3 separate regions of the Zea mays genome follow, and all the other regions are linked to region 3. The links are chromatin contacts, called in public Hi-C maps. All regions are on one chromosome and are shown on one strand. Each heading gives the region's core, a stretch centred on a gene start, on an enhancer-like site or on the middle of the called end of the contact. The rest is flanking DNA. Distances are from core to core; before and after follow the strand shown.

What was found. A called contact is a pair of places that touch in the nucleus more often than the background predicts.
Region 1: a contact with region 3 is called in a Hi-C map of seedling, with 5 times the contacts expected there. The contact joins the promoter of LOC100304023 here to the promoter of LOC100383391 in region 3. A contact is called at or near these places in 2 of 25 Hi-C or Micro-C datasets (leaf and seedling).
Region 2: a Hi-C map of ear shows a contact between it and region 3, with 4 times the contacts expected there. The contact joins the promoter of LOC100281215 here to the promoter of LOC100383391 in region 3. A contact is called at or near these places in 3 of 25 Hi-C or Micro-C datasets (bundle sheath, ear and tassel).

The regions. Positions count from the first base shown.
Region 1 is chr7:137,530,424-137,534,849 of Zm-B73-REFERENCE-NAM-5.0, forward strand. It overlaps LOC100304023, which reads left to right and starts at 1,958. Exons shown (of 2, transcript NM_001372410.1): 1 at 1,958-2,104; 2 at 2,380-3,369. The coding sequence starts at 2,090. The coding sequence ends at 2,880.
Region 2 is chr7:137,513,279-137,518,021 of Zm-B73-REFERENCE-NAM-5.0, forward strand. It overlaps LOC100281215 (phospholipase A2, group IVB), which reads right to left and starts at 1,555. Exons shown (of 1, transcript NM_001154134.2): 1 at 1-1,555. The coding sequence starts at 1,458. The coding sequence ends at 370.
Region 3 is chr7:137,873,111-137,877,800 of Zm-B73-REFERENCE-NAM-5.0, forward strand. It overlaps LOC100383391, which reads left to right and starts at 3,216. Exons shown (of 6, transcript NM_001176046.1): 1 at 3,216-3,829; 2 at 3,956-4,448; 3 at 4,618-4,661. The coding sequence starts at 3,389.

The DNA.
Region 1 (4,426 bases), core at 708-3,207, 340 kb before region 3:
TCGAAACACATGATGACTGGGTGTGTTTGTTGGTTAATTAAATAAAAGAAGAAATTTCCTTTCTTCAAATTTTGATCTGTCCCTTTCACTCCTGTCCATGTAACTGTCTGCCACTCCACTGAGACACAAGGATAAGGATAAGAGGTATTACCGTTTTAAATGATGGATTAAATACTTTCTCTGTTCTTTTTTATTTGTCGCGGTTTAGTTAAAAATGAACTAGCATACGATAAATATTGGAGAACGGAAGTAGTATAATTTATGGCTTTGTCATTGTCGAACTCAAGGCCGCACCAATATGATTGAACTACGGTAAAGTGTTCAATTTCAAGATATATTAGAGCCAATGACAGAAATTATATATTCTCAAGGAAAATATTTGCTAATAACAACAACGACGACAACAACAACAACAATAATAATAATAAAAGGATGTCATAAAATTACTTGTTGAAGCTCCTCCTATTAAGCAGCTAGTACATTTGCGTAGATTTACTCTCCCTATTCATCATCTATACTCTCTCATCAAGCTGTAACATAATTCTCGCTATATCTATGTTCGAACACCTTAATATAAAAAAATTACAGTAGCAGCCCCCTCCTGATTTCCAAAAAAAGACATAATTGTTAAAACGAGAAAAGAAAAAACTCGCGAATACTCCATAGTATTTTGCGTACGTACGTTCGTCCAGTTCAGCCAACGACGAGGAGGTAGGGTTCAATATCATGACCCGATTATTATCCCATCGTGGCACATATAGCCTTGTCCTTGATGACTAATTCGAGATGCAATTCTAATTCTCACCGTGTATATAATCGACTAGGTAACACAGAAAACAAGCCTTTTTTCTTTGTCGATTAATCGCACTGGTCTGGACTCTGGACCGTTGCTTTTTGGTGACGTGCAGTTGTGCACCCATATCACAAAACAGCGTGTAAATAGGCAACCTCGAAGTTCGAATCGACACCTCACACGTCACACCAGAAGGGACGCAAGAAAAGAAACAAAATTATACTATTATTGCAATAGATCCAGCGTCCAAAAAAAAGGAGAGGTTAGCTATAGACTTAGCTAATAACTTTGCTGATCTAGCCCCTCCGCCGAATTCCAAAACCACATGATAGTAGTAGGCTCAATGTCATACAGATACAGTGGAAAGGAGGCACATTCACCGGCCACAGCTAACCCGACAACCGGGCCCCCTGCTGTCTTCCTTTGCCGCGCGCCTCTAATAATCTCGTACGTACGACCAAATTAAAACGCGAATCAACAATCTCTTCCCCGTACGTAACCAAAGCTGCCGAAATGTCCCCTCGCTGATTTTTAATTTGGCTCAATTTAACTACGGACGACGCCAAGGACGGCGTACAGCGTGCAGCAACAATGAGGCGCAGCCCAGCGCAGCGAGCCAGCGTGCGACGCACATGCAATGAAGCCTCTACAGCTCCGCTCCCAAAAGGTACGCGCGCTTGTTGTCTCCACGGACACACATGCTGGAGCCTGGACCTGGAGAGAGATGCATGCAAAAACCACACAGCATCCATCGGTCTGTAATCGACCGTCTCTCCCACAGATTCACCTCACGCGCCGCTGGTGCTGCGTGAAAGGACCAGGACCAAGACCAAGACGCCGTGCACACACACCGCCCGCTTTGGACCCTTCCCATGTGTCACGCATGAGGGTGACTCATGGCCACCTTTTGGTTGCACTGCGTGGCATGTTCATGTGTGTACCTGTACAGCTCCTCAAGATTCCCAGTCATGATCATGATACGAGCGACAGATCAAGGGGCCGGGGATTTAACAAAAGAGAGAGAGAGAGAGAAAAAAAAAACCCACCCGGCAGACTGCGCTTAGCCCTTGCGTTCTCCCCGTTCTGGCCTCGCCGCGCCCGGTCCTCTCCTCTTCTATATATAGCGTCCCGGGTCTCACGGCATTTGCCTCACACAACCAAGCTCGATCGATCTCACTCTCAGCTGGTCGCTCACTCTTGCAGCTCCACCCTTCACTCAGTCTTAGGCTCTTAGCTCTAGGCTCTAGCTAGCCGCGCCACTCCTTCGTGTAGCCATCAGCCTTCTCATCGCCACCAATGGCCACTGCCGAGGTAGCTCGATCGATCGATCTTAGTCTTCGATTCATATATACATACATGTGTTGATGTGCACGGATCGTTTGGATCCGAATAATACCTATATATATGAATAATGGTCTCTGTCTCATCGATGATCCGTCGGGTCGATCGCTCATCTTCGATGAGACGTACAGCGATGGACGTGCGGATCCTATCCTATGTTAACAAATGGAGGACGCTACTATTAAGTGTGGCGCTAAGATGTAGGAGTATATGCTTTGATTTTTACGCGCCGTTCACGTGTGCAGGTCCAGACCCCGACCGTCGTGGCGGCCGAGGAAGCGCCCGTGGTGGAGACCCCGCCGCCGGCCGTCGTGCCCGAGGAGTCTGCCCCCGCCGAGGCCGAGGCCGAGGCCGAGGCTGAGGCTGCTGCTCCTGCTGATCCCGAGGAGCTTCCCGCGGCCGAGCAGCAGGCAGCCGCCGAGCCCGAGGCCGCTGCTCCTGCTGGTGCCGAGGAGCCCGCGGCGGCCGATCCGGCCGCCGAGGCTGAGGCTGCTGCTCCTGCTGGTCCCGAGGAGACTCCCGCGGCCGAGCAGGAGGCAGCCGCCGAGGAGGAGGCTGCTGCTGCTCCTCCTGCTGGTGCCGAGGAGCCCGCCGCGGCCGAGCCGGTCGCCGAGGCAGAGGCTGCTGCTCCCGAGGAGCTCGCCGCGGACGAGCCGGAGGCTCCTGCTCCTGCTGGTCCCCAGGAGCCGGCCGCCGAGGCGGAGGAGGTTGCTGCTCCTGAGGAGCCCGAGAAGGCCAGCGAGTGAGGCCGTGCGCACGCAGCGGCGGCGGCCAGGGCCCAGGGGATCGGCGTGCGCGCGTGGCGGGGTAGTCGCTCGCGCGCGTACATGGCAGTATGACACGGGATTTTGCTGTTCAGTACGCTACGGTTATTACTGGCGTCTCTCTCTGTGTGTGTGTGTGTCTCGTACGTAGCCCGGTACGTAGCTAGCAGTGACTGTCGCGTGGACGTGTCCGGTGCGGGCTGCGAGTGACGTGGGCTAAATAAAGTGTGCGTCGGGTGGTAATGGTGGTGGGGCCCGGTGTCAGTGGCGCGGTGCCCCATGCCTGCCGCTGCTGCAGCTTGTTGTGTCTTGTGTTGGTTGGTTCCTGTTCTTTCTGTCTATCTATTCTCATGCATGGCAGTTTGGGTATGGTATGGGTCGTCTTCTTTGGTTACGTTCCCTGCATTCTGTTTGTGTCATTGTGTGATGATACGATCTTCTTTATATAATAATAGAGCCAGTCGTTCATCAGCAAACCTGCAAAGCTTTGTGTAAACTGTAAAGTGGAGCAGCCAGCGTTGCAGAACGCCGGATCCACCCTAGGTCTAGGACTAGGAGCAGCTCGGTCCTACACAAACATTCCAACATGTCGTCAAGCCGGGTCATTGGTCTCAACGGCGCATCTATAGGATAGGACGCTCATGCGACTATTACGTGGTCCGCCGGAGCTAGTGACCAGTGAGCCTGTTCTGTCAATGGTCTCCATCACCTGGCACCGGCAGCCGATTCGGTGCCGACTTGCTATCTTTGCCGACGGTCTCGGGTAGGCTCGCTCGGTCATGGCCCATGGCGATTCGCTAAGGACATACTACTCCATGACGGTCCATGACAGCATGTCAGTCAGTAACGTGCTTCCTGTCCTGCGGCTGCGGCTGCGGTTCGCGCAAAGCATCCCGGAGGTCCGGAGCGAAGAGGAGAGGTGTCCAACGCACCAGCGTGCGTTCAGTTCAACTGGACACGCTCACACACATGTCTGATTCCAGGCCCCAAACTAGATGGTTGTGATTCAGAATTCCGGAACACAATCAAGATACGGTTGTGGTTCAGAATTTCAGTTCCAGATGCCCAGCGCAGGGCAGGGAAGCATTGGCCCGTCCATTCATCAGAAAACAACTGCCATTGCCATGGTTCACATGAGCTTCAGTCCCTAGCAAAACACGTTCGAGAATCGGCTGGAAACTGGTAGAATGCTTCTACAAGAGAGCTTACAAATGTATGCCAGCTTTATAAAATGAAAACTAGAGGAAAAAAATATCGATGGCGTGCTTTGGCTCGGTAACGGATCAACTAGAATAGCCCACCAGCCGTTCACTGGTAATCGGAGTGTCAGATCAGCACTCAGCAGCCAGCTCAATGCAGCTACATGCACGTGTGATTACGTTACTGCCACCGGCTGGACCACACACCGTCACACCCCTTTAGGACTTGTTTGAATGCTCTCGTATTCACCTAAATCCATGTGTATTGAGATAGATTGAGGACTTGTTCGGTTATTCCTATCCCCATGTGAATTTAATGAGATTGGAAA
Region 2 (4,743 bases), core at 305-2,804, 360 kb before region 3:
TCCTTCCAGTGAATGATGCTGATTTGCACAAGCTATAAATCAGGCCTCCAGCATATCAAGAATCATCGCTAGAAACAAAGACGATCAGGAACCCATGGACTGAATTCAAAACAAAATTCATGTTCTCTGTGAATGCCACCAAACTTTGACAATGCATTGCAACCACATTGGGTCTGATAGGCCAATTGGCACCTGCAAACGTTGTGCAAACATACATGGCCGATTAATTGGTTTCCATGTGTCTAGCAACACCTCGTTATGCTCGAAGAGCTGTTACTCTGTTAGACAGTGGCCGCGAGAAACCCAGCCCGGCACAGCATCGTGATGCTCAGCGGAAACCAGGGGTAATCAAAGTCACTGTCCGCCACCTCAATCTTTCTTCTCCTCTAGATCACCTTCCGAAGCATCAGGTTTGCCCGATGAACAACCATTGATCTCCAGCGACCTCAAGAAGTTGAAGTAAGCATACTTGATGTCAAACTGCATGTCGTACCAGTAGTTCACGGCAATGGTGAGCCCGTTCGGCCCTGGACTCTGGCTGACATGGTGAAACCACATGCTTGGCAGGTAGAGCATCTCGCCGGCCCGGACCGTGCACCGTATCGGCGCCGGCCCGTCAAAGTAGAGCGGAAACGACGACGCCTGCACGGCCAACTCCTCGGGCGACGCCGGGCACGGGTCGACGCTGCTCCAGGGAACGATCCTCTCGGGCACTTCCATCTCCAGCTTAAGCCTCAACTGGCGCCCCCCCTCGGAGCTCTGCTCCGTGGCAACGTAGCGGGCGGCGGGGTAGTCGCGGACGTAGAGACGGTGGTGCTCGGTGGGGGGCAGCAGGAGGAAGTGCTTCTCGCCGGACAGAACGACGTAAATGTTGTCGTAGTGGTCCTTGTGGAAGGAGGTGACGGAGTGGGCGTTGCCTATCCAGAGGTTGACGGCCTCGGGGAGGCAGCCGAGCGCCTCGGTGGCCCACGGCACGTGCGCGTCCACGTCACCGGCGACCGCCGCGTACTCCCCGCGGAGGCAGTCGTCCTGCTGCTGCGCGTACGCTACCAGGCCGGCGGCCGGGTCGGATCCCCTGATAAGCCGGACCGCGGTAGGGAAGTCGACACGGCGGACGTGCGCGGACGCAAAGCACCTCGAGGACCCGGGTCGCCGTGGGTGCGGGTGCGAGGCAAGCGCATCGGCGCGCCCGTCGGGGGTGAGGTGGAGGGAGACGGCGGTGGAGCGGAGTGCGTCGGTGAGGTAGGAGGCGGTGGGCCAGAGCGACGCGGCGGGCCAGTGGCGAGTGGCCGCGGCGGAGACGAGGAGCGGGCGGCCCGGGGAGACGTGGTCGCGGAGGAACGCGAGCGGCGTCGGGGGCAGGCTGACGCGCGGCACGGCGGTGGCGTCCTGAGAAGAGGAAGGGAGGCCCAACAGGTCCCGGGACTCCGCCCACAGCTCGCGCAGCGCGGGCTCCATTGGCTTTGGTGGCGGGCGCCGCGGCGGCTTCCGCTCTGACTGCTCGTTGGTTTTGCCAATTCAGGCAACGGCGGCGGCGGCACCGCGGCACGATGCGCGGCAAAGCGGTTCTGGGGGAAGGCGCGTTGTTGGGGTTAAGCTTAAGGAGCTTGGGCTTGGGCCTGGGCAGGTGGATGTTCCCGATTTTGGGATTTGTTGGGCTTGAAGTAGCCTATGACATGGGCCTTTTTTGTGTTTGTGTCCACAGTAGATTGCTGATTGGGCCATTTGCTTATTTATGCCTACAATAGAAGAAGGCCTGAAAGAGGGCTTCTCCAGTTGAATACACTGTTAATTTTGAAAGAAATATTTCTACCGGGACAGCATATATACACTGGAAGTAAGCTCTAAATATGTCTATCACAAGTCTTAGAACTCATCATGCGGTGAAGATCAGAGAGGCAAGTAAGCATGAAATCACTGAGACTAACTACTACATGTCAACTTGAACAGCAGCTCCCAAACAGGACTAGATCTCTCTGTCTTGCCAAACATGTCAACGGCTCCATGCAAGACCCTGTTACTGACGATGAGTACTGAACTCTTCTTTTTTTGGCGGGTAAGAGTACTAAAACCTTACTATTCCAACTACTACGGGTTGACGAAGCAAAAGCATTCCCTCACATTGCATATGCTTAATTAGCTTTGACACCGTCTCCCTAGCTAGTTGACCTGCTGCTACGAATAACCCGAAACGGCTAAGCGTATAGATTATTAATAGCTGCATCATTGGTGCGAGAACTCTTGTTTGGTCTCGACATTTCGACATGGCGAGGAGGGCGTATGCGTAAATCCGCCCATGTGGGTAATTGCGTAGTACACCACACGGCACACGCCGTCTTATCAGGCACTGGAAACTATATACAGTGTTTTTTTTTGGTTTCGTCCATTTGTTTGCAAAAGGCTATGGGAATCTCTGCTTGTGATTGGTTATGGCCTCACTCACGGCCATAGCATACCTGCTTGCAGTGACCGCGTCCGGTCATCGCACGCAAGTGGTTACTACGCCTGGCCGACGTGTCGGTGCAGCGTTTGTTCACGATCCGTCTGATCGGTTAGCGCATCGTCTTATCCTACATCACTGCATACATTAATTTTATCAAAGATTTTATTTGGTTGTTTGTGTATTTAGAGTGTGAGTTATACGAATGAGTGTAAAACAATTCATTTTAAGATCCTTTAACTACATCTGCTCATACGTCAAAAACCTTCGTTTCTAGGCTCGTTGGGGGTGGGGTGGGGGGTGGGGAGTATTGAACTATTGTTTTTGTGAATTTTGGTAACATTATAATCAGAAGAAAGAAATAAGGGAACTGATCGAAGGCCTAGAGCTTTCCATATGTTCCAAGGACGCTTTGCACGCCTTTTGTCTTCTAGGTCGCATTTCTCCCACTTTAATCAAAGTCACAACTGTTTACAACAGCAAAATCACTTTTATTATGTCCACAAGGAAATACGACCTGCTTATTTGGTACTGTATTGTGTATCTGAATATGTTTTCGTATATACCATCACTAATTTGGATAGAGGGAGTAATTCCGTTGTCTTCTGGAATTACTGGTCGGCTGTTCTGGGTAACACAAAATTTAAAAAGGAACCTTAACTTTTCTTAAAGATAGATGTAAGGATCAAGAATTCCTTAGTAATACAATGTAGTTAATTCACATTTGAAAATAACATGCTGGCTCAATTGGTTGGATGTGGAAGGTGCAGACGTGCAGTCATGCACCAGTCACCCAGGTTCAAGTTCTCTTCGTATCAAATCTGGGCGCTCATTTAAAAGTTAAAACCCACACAAATCCTCTTACATTAGTCTTTTTTTTTTGGAAGTGGGTCTAACTGAACTGGTTTGTTGAAAGGTGTGATCATCTAACCACTGAACCACTCAAGTTTGAGTCCTCTTTGGATGCTTATCGTCTTGTTCCTGTTATGTTGGTCTATTTTTTTGGTTTAACAAGAGTAAAATTTTCTTACATTTACTTACAATCACAGTTATTTTTACCTCTGTTGCGCACAGACGCTTTAATCCTTGTTTATTTGAAAGGAAATATAGTACATTAGGAGAGCATTACAAGGAACAACATGTGTACCTGATTACAGATCCAACGAGATGAGAATCTAGTGTCACATGCATGCCACTGGACAAGTTGTGTTATTAACCAGGTTAGGGAGAAGAATTAATACTAGCATTTAACGTACAAGAGGCATCATTTAATGTTTAAGATCTGCTTTTCATGAGAGCAGGGTCAGTAATAGAGTCAAGTGTTAGTATACAATAGTTAACATCTATTTATGTAAAAAAATATTATTATTATATGGTATCATGTTCTCTATTCTCTTTCCTATTACTCCTCATACATAATTCTATCTAGGCGCACCACTATATATAGGTTCACTGTACCAGTCTGTTGTTTGCACGAGAGGCAAGCTCTCTCTTCTCTCTCCTTTCTCTATTTCATATTTCATATATTGAATAGATTAGATAAAGTTAATTGTTATACTTTCTCTGTTGAAGCTCTCTCTAGCATGTCATTATTTGTTAGAAATTAATGCAAGTGTCCTCAATTAGACGCCCTTTAGTAGGGTTATTTCAAAGGCTCCTCCAAGACTCCTTCAAAAAATCTACATCTGTTTCTCCGTAAGATCGAAAAGAGCTATCCTAGAAATCAAGCGAAGCCGGGAGTCAAAAATAAGGCTTCTCTGGCTCTCTAATGTCCTCCCTCATCCGTAAAAATAGGAGAAGCTATGTTCACAATTAAATAGGGATGCTCCTCAGGTTATTTATGAAAATAAAACGAGAGCTTTTTTTAAGAAGCATAGCTAGAGCTAGAGCTAGAGCTGTTGATGCAAGAGTTATATACACATTGCTTATCTCAATTTTTTTCAGCCACATCATCCAGATTCTCCTCACACCTATTACTACCCCTTTAATTAGCATGAATTTCAATCCCACGAATCACAACTCAAAAATAATTAGTTAGATGTTAAACCAACCATGTGCGCCCGTTCATTCAAAAATGTTTTACTTGGATTAGATGCAGTTGGGGGAAAAAAACAGTTTTGCAAAGAAGAAGAAGAAAAATAAGAAGACGCATATAGCCCTAAAAATAGAACACAGGCGTCAAATTTCAGGAATTCAAATAGCGCCTTTTGATTCGAAACAAGTTTTAGCTCGCTGTTCATATACTGCACTGTACATCGTCTATCTGATGACGAGAATCTAGACACACACTGAACACTCGCGCC
Region 3 (4,690 bases), core at 1,966-4,465:
GCTGCGCTAATTGGACGAATGAAAGTCAACCGAGAGCTTACCCCGGACTAGGAGCAACTGGCCTCCGCCGCCGGCGCCGGAGCGTTGCCGTCCCCGGTGGCCAGATGTGCAGGGACGAAGCTACGCGAGCAGGACCGACGGCTGCACAGGCTTCTCCTTCCACGACGAAGCTACGCGAGCAGAGGCGCAAACTAGGCTAGCGGCGACCGGAGCTCGAGCGCGGAGGCGAGCAGAGGACACGCGTGCAGGGGCAGAGAAGAGAGGTCGGAGCTGGGAAAGAGAGAGAACTGAGCACGGAGGCGAGCTCCGGCCGAGCAGAGGAGCTGAGCGCCGGCGTTGGAGATTGGAGCAGGGAAGGCGCGCGTGCAGGGGCAGAGAAGAGAGGTCGGAGCTGGGAAAGAGAGAAGACAGGCGCGCGTGCAGGCGAGCTCTGGCCGAGCAGAGGACACCGGCACCAGGAAAATGGGCTTCGCGAGCAGGACGAGAAGACAGACTGGGCGAGCAGGACGAGAAGACAGGCCGGATCCGCAGACTCGAGCTCGGCGTGGCGGGCGTGGCGGGCGTGGTGGGTGGGCGGCGGCGCGGGCGCGGTTCCTGGGCGGCGGCCGGTTGAGGGCTCGGGCGCGGGCGTGGTTCCTGTCGAGTGGAGTGGGGATTTTTTCGCAGTGGGCCCGACCTGTAAGACACGTGAAAGTAGACGGAGACGGCGTCCAGGCGTATTTGTGAGCAACGGGAACGAGAATCGGGTAAAACTGAGTAAGGACAAAAACTAAGGGTAGCAACGAGTACCGTGGCGAAACTAAGGGGATCAATGTAAAAAACCCTTTCTAAAGTTAGCCTTTGTAGAAGATTCGGTAGAATCTAGATCCCAGAGGATCGAAATCTGTCCCGATGACAGCTGTTGTACTCTTTTTCCCTTGGTGAGTTTTCATGAAGTTTCTCACATGAGGGTTTTAACGAGGCAACAAAGTGCAAATGCAATTTGTATCACCATGCACTCTTTCTCCATATTTTTTCCACTTGTTTTTTGGAATTTTAACGAGGCATGTGTTGGTCGCGGTATTCGCCCAAGGGGGAGTGTTGAGAAACCCTAATGAAGGGTTATGTGGGCAAATACCGAATATAGCCCTGAGGGCTATCGCGTCTATATATATAGAACCTATACCCCTTATATGGAACATAGATCAGAAAGAGGCCAGAGGCCCAACCCTATATCCAGTGTCTCGTGTGTTTCCTCTGTTGTGCTTATGGAAAGAGAGACGAGTTCTCTACATCTTCTTACGCCTCTACTGCTGACGGGAGGGAAGGGAGCGGATCTGGTGATCCGTGGTAACGTAGTTCTCAACACAGATCACCAAATTGAGTGATGAAATCACGAATCATCCGGTCCGGAGGAAGGCGGGAATATTTGGTACCATGAAAATGGGCGCAAGAGAGTTGGGAACTTTCTTGCAGTATACTAATGCATGGCGTTGGATCCTCACAAGTGTCGAGCACCAAGGAGAAGGAGCGATGGATCATCCGAAAGAGAACCAGCGGAGGCCAGGCCTCATTCAGCATTTTGACGTCATGCAGTAGGCAAGCAACCATGTTGGCTGGCCAGATGGAAACAACCTGCAGCTCGCGGCGTGTCGCGTGTGCATGCGCCTGCTGCCACAAGTTAATTACGGATTGCCGGACAAAGTCAGGCCTGCCTGTAACGTACACCGAAGCGTCGATGACATTTCCATGTCAGTATCTGTGTGCCGTGACGCGACACGACTCTTGCTTGGTGGCGCGGCGCCTGACGGCATGCATGTGCAAGTGCAACAAGAATACCTGAGCCACGCAACTGGAAAAAACACGCTCGATCGCAAGTCGCAAGCAACCCAGGTGTAACGCAAGACTGACTGCCCCCCAGCGGCAACGACCAAGAAACATACTGATGTCCCGGGCCATGCAACGAGTTCGTCGTCGCGCCCCAGGGCATGGGTCTTGACATCGGCCAGGCCATCGTGTCAAGCCCGTTGGAACAGGCAGAGAATGCACATGCACCTGTTCGACCAGACCGGGTCCGGGCCGGGCCGCACATGCATGACGCACCGCATCAAAACGAAACCTTGCATGTTCCACCGCCCCGCCGCGCCCGTCGGTCCACGAACAGCACGACGCCGCCCCGCCACGTCGTCGCGTGCGTTGGATAGTATGGCGCGCGTCGTCCCGTCCGTGGAAAAAAGTACGTGTCCGGGTCGGGGAAATGCCGGCCGTCGGCCGACCTGTCGCGGCGGCCTGCAGGTGCAGGTGAAGGCTTGTCGCTGTGAGGCCGCGCGCGGGCAGGTCGCCCCGTGCACCAACCGCTGCCGCCTCTTCAGTCCGGCAAGGGCTGGATCAGGCGGGGGCGCCAGGCGAGGGAGGCCATGCGATGCGAGCGGATATGCGTCATTGCGTCGGCATCGACGGGCCGACCGCATGTCTTATCCGGTTTCTGGGCCAGGGACCGTGCTTATCTGGACGCCAACTTGGCACCGCGCCGCTCTCGCTAACATATTATCCGGTGCCTGGTGCCCGATGAGAAAAAACAGAGAGATCAGATCATGCATAATTGCAAATAGAGTCTGACCTCAGTTGGGTACTAACTCCGTTCTCAAATATTTGTAGTCCGCTAGTTCATTTTCGAACTAAACCGTCACAAATAAAAAAGAGCAGAGAGAATATTACTTAGAGGGTGTTTGAATGAAATATAGCTAATAATTAGCTGCTAAATTTTGATAGATACATCTAAAAATCCTAGCTAATAGATCAGCTATTAGTTATTTTTTAGTAAATTAGTTAATAGTTAGCTAGCTAATTCCACTAGCAATTTTTTAGCCAACTAAGGTCTAGTTTGAAACCTCTAAAATTAATAGTTAGCTATTAAAAATTAGTTATTGGATTCTAAACACTATCAGCTAATTGTTAGCTACTTCACACCAAAAAATTAGTTCATTAGCTGACTTAACCATATAATAATTTATTAGCTAGCTAACTATTAGCTCTATAAAATCTAAACAGGGTCTAGCTATTAGCTACGGTGCATTCAAACACTATCTTAATATCTGACATGGCACGTCGATGACGCGTCAGGGTTGGAACGTTCCACTGGGACGCTTGCACGGTTGGACCTGCATCTGAGTTTTTTTTAGAAACTTCTCGGGTATATATAGCCATTGTGCCTACGTGTACATGCACGGGATGAACGCAACTCACTGCCGTGTAGTATTACTTTTCGTTATTACCGTGGCAGCCGTGTTTGTGTGTTCTCCCAGTTTCCCGCGCCTATAGAAGCAGCCAGCAAACCTCACTCCTCAAGACCTCAACAAAGCAAGCAATCGAACGGGCACGGCTGGTTTCCGACGAGTTCTGTCGTGCCATGGATCCGCGACGCGCATGCTGGGAGAGCTCGACGGAGGACGTGACGAGGCCGCTGCTGCCCGTGCACGACGACAGGCCTGCGGGACGCTGCTCTTGCTCCGGGCTCGGGTCCCTGCTCACCACCAACAAGTACCTGGCCGTCGCGTCGGGCCCGCTGGCGTGCGCGGTGATCTGCGCGCTGGGAGACTTCGGCGGCCACCCGGCGGCGCGCAACATGCTCGGGGTGCTGGCGTGGGTGTTCCTGTGGTGGATCACGGACGCCGTGCCGCTCGGCGTCGCGTCCATGGCGCCGCTGTTCCTCTTCCCCGCGTTCGGCGTATCCTCCGCCGACGCCGTCGCCAAGGCCTACATGGACGACGTCATCTCCCTCGTCCTCGGGAGCTTCATCCTCGCGCTCGCCATCGAGCACTACGGCATCCACCGCCGCCTTGCCCTCAACGTACGTATGTTACGTGCCCGCGCACGCGCCGCCACCGAAGTTTCGAACGCGGCCAAAAACACAAAAGGCACAAGAAAACAAAACAAAAAGACTAACGTTGTGTAGCTCGTTCCGACGCGAACGCAGATCACGTCCCTGTTCTGCGGTGACCCGGTGAAGCCGCACCTGCTGCTCCTCGGCATCTGCGGCACGACCGTGTTCATCAGCATGTGGATCCACAACACGCCGTGCACCGTCATGATGATCCAGGTGGCGACGGGGATCCTGCAGCGGTTCCCGCGCGACCAGCAGCTGGAGGGCGGGGCCGACGCCCGGGAGCTCCAGCGGTTCTCCAAGGCGCTGGTGCTCGGCATCATGTACGCGTCCACCATCGGCGGGATGGCCACGCTGACGGGCACGGGCGCCAACATCATCCTGGTGGGGATGTGGTCCACCTACTTCCCGGAGCAGCGCCCCATCACCTTCAGCTCCTGGATGTGCTTCGGCCTCCCCATGACGCTCGTCCTGTTCGCGGCGCTCTGGGTCACGCTCTGCCTCAGGTACTGCACCAAGAACACGGGGAGGGTGCTCTCCGCTTACCTCGACAGGAATGACCTCAGAAGAGAGCTCAGCTTGATGGGTAGGTTTCTTTTTTTCCCTCCTTCTGGCGGCGGTCTCTGGAATATTAGAAAATGAACTTCACAATGGCATGAAAGTGCTTCCTTTGACAGTTATTCTGAAGCACAAACGTCTAGTGCTGGTCGTTTATTTCAGTTCTCTGATGGGGTCTCCATCTTGATTTGTGACAGGTCCAATGGCGTTTGCAGAGAAGATGGTTTTGGCCGTTTTCGGGGTAGGTCGCGCTCGTGGTTTCTGTGGCAG